2 separate regions of the Canis lupus genome follow, and region 1 is linked to region 2. A link is a contact called in public Hi-C data. All regions are on one chromosome and are shown on one strand. The core of a region is the stretch at or near the end of the contact, and the rest is flanking DNA. Distances in the headings are between cores, read along the strand shown. Region 1 holds the start of RCSD1 (capZ-interacting protein). Region 2 has its middle 75 kb from the start of MPZL1.

Region 1 (5,902 bases), core at 1,279-3,778, 190 kb before region 2:
GCAGCGGTTTAGCACCTGCCTTTGGCCCAGGGCACAATCCTGGAGACCCGGGATTGAATCCCATGTCGGGCTCCCGGTGCATGGAGCCTGCTTCTCCCTCTGCCTGTGACTCTGCCTCTCTCTCTCTCTCTCTCTCTCTGTGTGTGTGTGACTATCATCAATAAATAAAAATTAAAAAAAAAATAAATTTCAAAAAAAATAAAATCAAATTTATTTTGGCAAACATCTTCCAACACAAAATTGGCTTATAGCAGCAATTCTATGCATCAAGTTAGAACATTTAGTTCCTGAAGGAGGGGCATCATTCTAAGCTAATTTGTCCTACAGGATTTACCAGGAAATTGTAGTTTAAAATTAACATCAGTTCAAGGCATTTTACTGAGAGATTTTTGTAATCTCTCATAAACAAAATAAATCAATAAATCTATAAAAAAGTGAATGATCACTAGCAACTGCTTTGCATTTTTCCTTTCCCAACTAAATTCTCATAGCCCCACTTTAAAACAGCGTCTTGTCCTAATTGTTTCTAGAGTTTAAAGTGCAGATTCATCTATCCAGTCTAGAAGAATGAAGCCAAAATTTTGGGGGGTGGGTCCTGGGGCCCTGCATTGTAAACAAGTATCTTAGTAGGTCCTGTGCAAGTGAAAATTCAAGAATTTTTTGGTGCCTCTTTTTTTCTTTCTTTCCTTAGCTACAATTGACCCCAAACTGTTGTTTTTTTGTTGTTGTTGTTGTTTTGTTTTTTTAAGATTTTGACTCCAATTTCTAAGTCTTATTTCACCCTCTGCTGAGATGGAGTAGGGCCCCAGCCAGCCATGTGTCTGGAGGCAATCCTAAATTCTCTTCTCCTTTTCAGTTATTAAAAGCATGACAATCTTCTTTTTATCAACAACACAGATTCTTTTGAGAGATTGCAAACTCACATTCTGCCTTGTTCAGTTTTATCAAAATCTGAGTCAGGAGAAATAATATGGGTGGTAGATTTCCTAAGAACAAGCAGTCCACTCATTGTTGTAGCTATTCCTAATTTTACCCTTGAAGTGTATCAGAGTAACAGAGAATTGCCTCCTTGGATTATATAGTCGTGCATCCCCCCAACCCCCCGCCACCGCTCCCCCCCACCCCACCGCACTCCACCCCACCCTGGCCTTGTTTGGTTTTATTTTTACTGAACTCTATCCTGGAGTTACACTATCAGCCTTACTTTGAACATTGTTCTAAGGAAATGTGTTACTGTAGCTATAGCAGGGCAGTTGGTGAGAGTGTCTCCCATTGAAGCCCTCCCCTCCTGAGTCCCCATGGGGGCAATTTGTCAGGTCCTGATATCAGAAAGCACAGTCCTTCCAAAGAACAATTGTTTGTTCACCTAATGAATATGATGAACACAATTCCTAATTATTTGCTCCTCTTTGTGTTGGATTCTGAGAGATTTCACAATGAAGTATCTTGTGACCGATTTTGATTAGATGTGCAGGGATGCATTACTTTAATATTATCAACGTGTGCTTGCCTGCATCATTATGTCCCAGCCTATACATTGTGTTACTTGCAATAAGCGACTGTGGGAAGAGCAGAGAGGGATGGGTAGATCCAGATCTTCTGGATCCAAATCTGATTTTCTCTATTATATCAGGGTTTCTCTCTTTGCATACCCTCTCCACCAAAACACACACTCAAAAAGGAAGAGGCAAAATTTTTGAATAACATGAAAGAGAAAAATAAAAATGCTATGATTTGTAAGGAAATATAACTGCTTCTAAGAGTAGTTAGGGAGAGTAGAGAGGGGAAGGGGGAAAAGCAAATGAATAGAGAAAAAAATGAGAAAAAGAGAAAAAAATGGAAAATCAAGTATAAAGGAAGAAAGGGAACATATAAAGAAGTAAGGATCATTCTCAGATTGAAACAACAGAAGTTTTGATTTTCCAGGCCTTCGCAGGACATCAAGTCATTCACAGGGAGTATTCCAAGATTGGTCACCTTGTTCTCTCCTTGCTGATCCTAGCTTTAGTCATTCACCTGTGGGTGAAATTCTGCAGGTTTAGCGAGTTGTCATCATTTCTCCCCAGCATGTTTCAAAGGCATAGAAGGAAAGGGGTGGGGGGTGGGGGGAGTAAAAACTAAAGTGCTGCATAGTTTAAGATTGTTTAAAATGTGTCCTTCCCGAGTTCAAGTGTATGTTGGTTTTCTGACACACGAGGGCGCTGTTTCTACGGTTTACATTCTCGTGGGACCCGGGGCTGGGGAACCTGTGGCAGCATGGAGAGAAAAGGAGCTGCTACATGTTCCAGGGTTACCAGGTTTTCTGGAACTGGTAGGACATGTTCTAGTGTCAAGGGCTGTCCTTCTGCCACAGGGCTGCTGGCTGGAACCTCCTTCAGATCAGAACCAACTGACTGCATATCACTCATCTCTGCAGTGACACAATGGGTGTATCAAAACAGGACCCGGGTCTGACCCAGAATCATCGGTGTATGGAACAAGAGGCTTAAATTCTTGGCCTAAAAAGGGAAGTGTCATCTCCTGGAGCTGTGGGAAGGACTAAATGGGATGGATGATCTATCTACAGCAGGTAAGACAGCAGAAGTCACATTAGAGGGGCTCAGCAAGTAGAAGCAAACACTAGGTGGTACTTACCAGTGCTGACATACAATGGTGCTCAATACATGTTTAAGTGAATGAATGGATGAAAAAATGGAGTGTGTAGAATTGGAAAGTTTGTACTGGACTGAGGAAAGCTAACATTTTCGAGCTTTCCTCATGCGGAGTCAGCTGGCTGAGTCACGTCAGAGTGAAGCCACCAGTCAAGTGAGTGAGTGAGTGGTAAGCACTATAGCTCTGTCAGCCTTCACTACTCCTCATTCAACTGTCCGGAAAACAGGGCTCAGAGGGGAAAAGTGATGTGCCGGAGGTGTCAGAGCTGATTGGTGAATCCAGATAAGACCCCAAGTCTCCTGAGGCCTAGCACAAAGCGCAACCCTCAGGGAGCCACCAGACATGTTGGGAGCTAAAGGGTGGGATGGGGACAGGGGAGATCTTAATGGACTGGTCCTAGAAAACAAATAGGCTATTGGTTTGGTTTGACAATGCTTGTGAGAAGCACCCTTATCCAGCAGTGACCCCACCCTGGTGTGGAAAGAGCCAGAACCACAAAAGAAGTTCATGCTTACCCTGGGGCCACCCACGGTTGGCCTCTAATCTGAGAGATCTGCAGGGAGAGCTCTCACTTCCCCAAAAGTGCTTCTTCCTGTGTCACAAGGAGCCTTGGGTCACCTCCTTCCTTTGTGCAATGAGATCCAAAGAGCAGTTTCTGACTCTGCTTCTTCCCTTTCCTGTTATCACTTTCCGTAGCTTTTCCAGGACCCAAGGGGATGCAGCCCTGCTTCAGTAGATTTTCTCTTGGGGAAGCTGCCCCAGGCCTCCTGACCTCAACAGAATAGCAGAATGACTCATGAGCCCTGAGGTCCCTCCCTTGGCCTGGGTAAAGCAGGCTGTCCTGGGCAATCCAACCTCTCTACTTTTGATCTACAGCAGGAAGCAATAAAAGGTACCTTCCACGTGCCTGCTATAACCATATTTTCCAAATTCAAGAGCAGGACTCATTACCCAACCAGCATGTGCCTTTCTAAAACTTCTGTAAAAAGACAAAACTGGACTATGCCAGAGAATCCGAGGTGGATGGTTGCCATGCACAGACCTCATGGGAAATTCTCTCCTCTGGGGGATGCCTGCCGGAAGTGTCATCTGTTCTTGCCACCGATTCAAGACTGTAACTCAGATACCAGGCACAAGGGCCATCGGTGAACTCGTGCTCAGGGCCTGCCAGGAATCTGGGCATGAACAGTTGTGTCTAGAAAACCTCCTTCCTTGATTTCACTTGTTTGTTGTATCTGTGTAAAGACCCTAGTCCCATGAAGGCTTTGCAAGGCACTTTTACCTTTCACTCTTGGAATACAGCTATGATTCTTTTAAAAATATCAATCTAACAACTTAAGTATGTCCAGTAAATACTTTAGTGACCTGTTTCACATGTCAGGTACTGTGCTGTGCACTGTCAGGGATGAAATGGTGAAAAAGGCCAGTTATTCTAACTCCTTTGGGTCCTTGCAGTAGATGTGAAATCATGCTACTGCCCAGAGGAGGATCCAAGGACTGACCAGGTGATTTCTACTCTTTCACACTCAGCTATAATAAAAATAATTATGTCATTATAGAAAAAGAGGCAGATGTGGTGTCATAGGTCTTGGGTTCAAATATTGATTCTTTTACTTGATGGCTATGTTGTCCCTAGCAAGATAGTTCAACCTCTGAGTCCTCGTCCATCAAGAAGAAAGTCATAATACCTGCAGGCCGTGAGGTTGGCTGAGGGATAAATGCTGGCAAGTTGTTTATATGCTTGTGACATAAAAGATGCTGAGAAAAGATTTCCTGTCTTCCTTCCTTCCTCCCTCCCATCCTTCCTTCCTTCCTTCCTTCCTTCCTTCCTTCCTTCCTTCCTTAGGGAGCTTAGAGACCAAATTCTGCCGTAACTAATACACATTATAGACTGTCATACAAGCTCAGTGAGGGGTGCAAAAACATGCCAAGACTGCTTTTTATGGTTTGTTGCCCATGGGGTGGAGAGAACCACTCAGAATGGCAAAGCCGGGGGCGGCTCACCAGTTTCCTCCCTGCCAGTCCTGTTCCTGGGCTCTCCACCCAAAACCATTCTGCGAGGAGTGACTTCCTGGGCCTTCATCAGCCACACATGATTAGAGCTCAGAAAGACCCTGTGGGGCAGGATGCCCATGACTGTCACTCAGGAGAAAGATAGGAGCCCACGAGCCTGGGGAAGAGTATGTGGCCATGCCAGGGCAGGCTAACCAGTGGAGGTGACTAGGACATACCTAAGTATTCCTCTGTGAGTGGAAACGCAATTCCAGGAAATTTCAGATATGTGGTTTTCACCCTAAACCAAGCTGAACAGCTAGAACCAAGTGCTCACAGCTTAAAAGCAACAACAAAAAGCCACCTTGGGGTTTCCCAGTGCAGTAGGTAGCACCCTGCTTTTCAGGTGATGATGTACCTACTCCAGGTTCTCAAAGATAGTAGTTTGTTTGAGCCTCCCAACATGCCAGTGAAGTGGGCAGATTAATTACCATTACCTAATTGTACAGAGGGGCAAACAACTTGCCAAGATTGCAACTCTTCCCAGAGTTATTGTGGGAGTGGTTATCTGTTCTCCCCAGCATCTGTTCTCTTTTTCTACAGCAATAGAAGCTCTTACTGCACACTGGCAACTCAGCTAAAGACTACATTTCCCAATTTCCCTTGCAACTACAACTGTCCATGTGATTACGTTTGGGCCAACATGAAATATAAGTAAAAGTGATATGTGTACTCTTCTAGGCCAGCCCCTTATTATTTTTTTTAAGATTTTTATTTATTCATTCATTCATGAGTGACACAGGGAGAGAGAGGCAGAGACACAGGCAGAGGGAGAAGCAGGCTCCATGCAGGGAGCCCAATGTGGGACTCGATCCCAGGTCTCCAGGATCAGGCCCCAGGATCAGGCCCTGGGCTGAAGGCGGCACTAAACCGCTGAGCCACCCAGGCTGCCCAAGGCCAGCCCCTTAAAACAAAAGCCTGTGCTCTCCTTTTTCCTGATGGCAGGGATATGGAATGTGATGGCGGGAGCTGAGGAAGCCATTTTGGAGTACCACCTCTGAACTACTCACCTGAAATTTTATATGAGAGAGAAATAACTTAGTGTAAGTTATTGTATTTTGGTCTGTTACAGCAGCCGCACATTCATTCCAACTCACCTCCCCCACCCCTACAGTCTTTTGTCTCACTAGCCCACCTTGGAAAAGTACACAGGCATCCGTCAGCCCACACCAAGAGGTCTGGACTTTGATAAGCAGAG
Region 2 (5,239 bases), core at 680-3,179:
CCCCCAGGACACGAAGGCAGAGTACTGGGAAGTGACAGGTTTTCTGTGGTTCCTCTGGATTGGGAACTGAGTACTGGGGAGTTTCCTCCTGCTGGGGCCCTGGCTTCCAAGCTGCATGGGGAACATGCCAACCAAATACATACTTGTTACCTCTGAGGGCAGCCACAGCCCCAAGTGGGCTGGTTTGGCAGTATTGAAGAGGAAACCTCAGATACTTTCTTACCCCCTTAAAGCTGATCCTTCTGAGTGATTCCAGTGCTAACCAGGTTGGAAATAGGAACCAATGGCTTATTCCTCCTACCTGCCCGTGACTGCTGAGGGAACATTCTCGCAGAGGAGGAAGGTGGCATTTGTAGCGCTGGTGTAGGTGGTGTAAATAACTGACCATCTGTTTTTATGATAGGTTCCCACACACACACATCTTCCTGTGTATTCAAGATATTTTAGAATGAATTTCAAACAGGCACAAAAGAGAATAGTAAAATCCACTTCCACATATCTGTCCTCAGTGATAGCTTCATCCACTCCTTTCTTCTTTTTCCTCTTTTCTGAATCATTTTAAAACAAACCCCAAAACAGGTCAGTTCACCCCTACATTCTTTGATGGGCATCTTTTTAAAAATATGTACATTTTTCTTACATAACCATAATCTCTTGTCACATTTAACAGAAACTTTTTTTTTTAAGATTTAGGCTCAACCAACTGAGCCCCCAGGGGCCCCTAACAGAAATATTTTTAAAAAGTTTGTAAACAATAATTCCTTGATTTTATCTAATGCCTACTTCATACTCAAATTTCCCCTGGTCTCAAAACTGGCATTTTACAAATGGTTTCTTCAAATCAGGATCCAAACATGGCTCTAGTATAACGATGTCATGCCTATTTCAGAAACAAAAAGGACCATAGTACTCAACAGATTGCTTTCTCCCCTCAGCATGGTGTCAGAGAAGCTTCCATGTGAGCACAGAGAGAAAGAACTAGGCCAAGACACCTGGGTGGCTCGGTCGGTTGGGTGTCTGGCCTTGGCTCATGTCATGATCTTAGAGTCCTGGAATTGAGTACCGCCTTGGACTCCCTGCTCAGTGGGAAGCCTGCTTCTCCCTCTCCTGTGCTCTCTCTCTCCCTCTTCACTCTCTCAAATAAGTACAATCTTAAAAAAAAAAAAAAAAGAGAGAGAGAGAGAGAGAACTGGGCTGCGAGCCATTAACACCCAGTGGGCCTCCTCTTGGACAGATGCACCATATTTTAAACCATTTCTGACTTCCTGGGTTTTTGTTTCTAGTTGTCTTGTGTTTGTCCCTCCCAAGTGGTACTGTAATTGTCACTTGTGCTTATGAACTGGTAAGGAAAAAAGGCAAATATACATTATCTGCAACTACGGGGAGGCAGCGCAGGATGGGACGAGTCCTCTGGCCCCTTGGAAACGGGATCTGAGGGGGACAGTGGCAGCTGCTAAACTCGCCTCCCCCATCACGTCCTTCCGAGAGCCTTAGGGCTGGCAGCCTGGCCGCAGAGCATGGGGGAGTGGGGTACAGAAGGCAGGCGGGAGCCCTAGCACCTGCAGGGGCCCGGCTGTGTTTACAGGGAAGGAAACCCAAACCTTTCAAGCCGCGGGGTCCCAGAGGAGCCGCTGCTTCCAGCTTCCGTTTCCTTCTGCAAACAGGATGTTGAAACTATTGTCCCTTCTTGGCTCAGGCTTGGGTTTGATTGTCCCGCAGCCGCCCCTTCCCTGACCGGCCTGGGGGCTCCCAAGCACCGGGAAGGGCTGGAGGGCTGGGCTCTTTTTTTCTTTCTTACCTCGACCGTTGGAAGAGGAAGTCTGGCAGGTTTACTCTTCCCGTTTTGCTTTCGAGCCCTGAGCCCTGCCCTCCGGCGCGGTGGCTGACACACGTGGAGTCCCCCCTGCCCCCGTGCCCAGATCTGCGGAGGGAGTGGGCGACAGGGCAAAGCCAAGGCGGCTGGCCGAAGCCCTGAGGCTTGCCTTGCCCTGCTGCGGACTCCGAGGACGCTGAGCTTTGAATCTAGACCCATTCTTGGTTCTTTCTCCGGCTTTGAATAGGGTTATTTTTTAATTACAGAGTTTCTTTCAACGAGATAAAAAAGAAACATAAATGTTTAACTTATTTTGTAGGGACTCTCTTAAAATGTACAACAGACCCAGAGGAATGTGGAACATTGCGCAAAAAAAAAAAAAAAAAAAAAAAAAAAAAATCAAAAAAACCCAACCAAAACACCCTGCCCTTGCTCTTGCCGGCCGGCCCCAGCAGAAGCCGCGGCACCCGCAGGGCGTGTTGATAACGTGTCCAGACGCTCCCATTTGGGTAGAGCCCGGCCTTTTCTACGTGGAAGCCATTCTTTTTTTTTTTTTTTTAATAAATTTATTTTTCATTGGTGTTCAATTTACCAACATACAGAATAACACCCAGTGCTCATCCCGTCAAGTGCCCCCCTCAGTGCCCGCCACCCAGGCACCCCCACCCCCGCCCACCTCCCCTCCACCACCCCTAGTTCGTGGAAGCCATTCCCGAAGGCAGTTGCTCTGCCAGAGGGAAGAGTATTTTGGCAAAGCTTGCTCCTGGATTTTGGTCCCAGAGGATGTCTGCGGGCCACCCCGCACTGAGTCCCCGGGCAGGAGCGCGCAGAGGGCGCAATGAATCGCTCTAACGCGGGACACCCCAGGACACGCAGGCCCTCGGAGACGGAGGCTGGGCTAACGGCTTCATGTTGGCTACGTGAGGTTGAGCAAGAGACCAGGAAGCCCTCCCGGGGTTGGGGGGCGGGGGGGGGGGGGGGGACAGGAAGAGAGCTCATACCTGGCTGGAAAGAACTGGCCGCCTTCCCCGTCCTCTCCAAAACATACCATGGGAGAAAGTGCAAGATTTGGGTTCCTGTTGTACATTTTGTCTATTTCAATTCATTTCAAGCTTTTCAATCTTAGGATTCTTCCAGGGTTACCTGCCTGCCTCCTCCTCCTCCAGGTCAGCAGGCGCGCATTGAAGTCACTGCAAATGCAGTCCCTGCGCATTGAAGTCACTGCAAATGCAGTCCCTGCGCTTCTGACAGGGAGGGATGGAAGTAGAAAGCAGTCCCGCCAGCGAATGACCTGGACCTTAGACTAACACCAGATCTGCTGTCTGCCACTAGCTTGGCATCCTGGACTTAAAATAGAGAAATACATTCTTTAAAAAAAAAAAAAAAAGATTTTATTTATTTGAGAGAGAAAAAGCACACTTTAGAGAGCAGGAGAGGGAGAAGCAGGCTCCCCACTGAGCAGAGAGCTTGATGCAGAACTTGATCCCAGAAAGTGAGACTGGATCCCAGGAAGTTGATCTCAGGAAGTGGGACTTCATCCCAGGACCCTGGGATCATGACCTGAGCCAAAGGCAGAGGCTTAACCAACTGAGCTACCCAGGCACCTGGGAGAAATACATATTGATAAGAGGTTTAGCCTATCCAGCATGATACATTTTCTCTTAATATGTTAATACCTCCCCTCTGATCCACGCTGGTATTATTCTTTGCTATAGAAATGTCCCGATTCAACTTTCAGTGGTTCTGCTTTGGCATGTTAAGGTTAATGAAGTTATTGCACTGTCCCATATGGTAGTCAGTGGCCACATACAGCCATTTACATTTAAATTTGAAATTAAGTAGAATTTAAAATTCAGATCCTCAGTCACACTAACCACATTTTTTTTTAAGATTTTATTTTATTTATTCATGAGAGACACACACAGAGAGAGAGGCAGAGACACAGGCAGAGGGAGAAGCAGGGTCCATGCAGGGAGCCTGACGCAGGACTGGATCTCGGGTCTCCAGGATCACAGACTGGGCTGAAAGCGGCGCTAAACTGCTGAGCCACCCAGGGGTCCCACTGACCACATTTCAAGTGCTCAATAGCCACATGTGATTCTGGAAAGTATTGGACAGTGCAGAGATAGAACATTTTCTTCCTCACAGAAAGTTCTGTTGGCCAGCGCTGGTGAAGACCATGCAGGAACTGGCAGCCGTTCAGTCCGTTGTGCCACACACATGATCACAGGAGACCGGTGAAGGCCATTCCAGTTTGAGGGAAGAGCCCAAAGGTGCAGGAGGGGAGAGAGAGGCTGAAGTGATTGCAGCATGGGATCTGGCAGGGAGCCAGGCCTTGAAGACTTGCAGTCCCAGTTTCTTAGCTGGGATGTTGTCCTGCAGGCAAATCGGGTTTTACGCAGAGGAGTGGCACACAGGGACTTGCAGGTTAGCAAGCTCACCCCACCAGTTGGTGGGGGTGGCCATCTGAAATCACGAGAGCTGTTAATACGTCGCTATTTCAGAGCTCAGTCATGGAAAAGCAGCCGGATTTTCAGCAGCAGAGGGAAGGACACTGGTCAGGAGGGTCTGAGGAGGGCTGGGGAGACTAGGGAAGGCCTTGGGCAGAATATCGTGACTGGCAGGGGCTGGAGACCGAAGACTCCAGATGAGCAGTGATCCGCACCACGAAGAGGTGGGAAGCTGGGTTGCAAGCAGGTGATCCTGAGGGCGCTGGGGTTGGGGCAGATGGGAGCCGGAGTGATCTAATAGTCCATTTAGCAAGTTCTGGGAAGGCTTCTCCCTAGATATTACTTTGAGCATCCTCCTTGGAAAGCCAATCTCTGATCTCTGTTCTGCATCTTCTGGTATTTCTCCAATCAAAGACTTTACTTCTGTCTCCACTGCCCCCGCTCTACTGCAGACCACCTCCATTCCAGGCTTGCAACAGTCACTGCCTCCCAATCTTCGGGTGGGCAGCTCCCTTCCAGCCCTGCTCTACAAAGGGGTGGTCTTTCTAAAACAGAAATGTGGTGGTCTCCGCACTTCCTCAGGAAAGTCAGCACCTCCTGTGGTGCTGGCAGGTTAAGGTCCCAACCTGGAAGCCGCCTGGTCCACCCAGATCCCACCGGCCTCCCACATGCCTGGCTCAGCAGAGCTCCGTTCAGACCAAGTGGGAGGACCCGGCTCTCCACGGCACTGGATACCACGTCCCCTGGCTAAATCCGATTTCTTCTTCCAGGAAGCTTCCTGGAAACTTATAAAACCACATCAGGGTGCATGCCTCTCCGTTTTGCCCTCCCGTAAACCCTGTGTGTTCCCCTCCATAATTTTGAATTTTAATTGCCCATTTGTTCCCTCTGCAGAATTCTGAGTGCCTTACCTGGATTAACCATATCAAAGGTAGATTCTATTATCATCCCTATTTTTTTTTTTTTAAGATTTTAT

Evidence for each region. Hi-C and Micro-C count contacts between places; a contact is called where the count stands out from the background.
Region 1: a contact with region 2 is called in a Hi-C map of blood, with 5 times the contacts expected there. The contact joins the promoter of RCSD1 here to the enhancer-like site in region 2. A contact is called at or near these places in 2 of 9 Hi-C or Micro-C datasets (both in blood).

The regions. Positions count from the first base shown.
Region 1 is chr7:30,776,754-30,782,655 of UU_Cfam_GSD_1.0, reverse strand. It overlaps RCSD1 (capZ-interacting protein), which reads left to right and starts at 2,528. Exons shown (of 7, transcript XM_038542638.1): 1 at 2,528-2,569. The coding sequence starts at 2,543.
Region 2 is chr7:30,591,776-30,597,014 of UU_Cfam_GSD_1.0, reverse strand. No RefSeq gene overlaps it. Among named protein-coding and RNA genes, the nearest start is that of MPZL1, 75 kb to the left of the region's middle. Within about 2 kb of position 1,929, at least 8 of the 20 cell types and tissues checked have an H3K27ac peak or open chromatin away from gene starts, as enhancers often do. A contact at or near this core is called in blood, where this site is marked.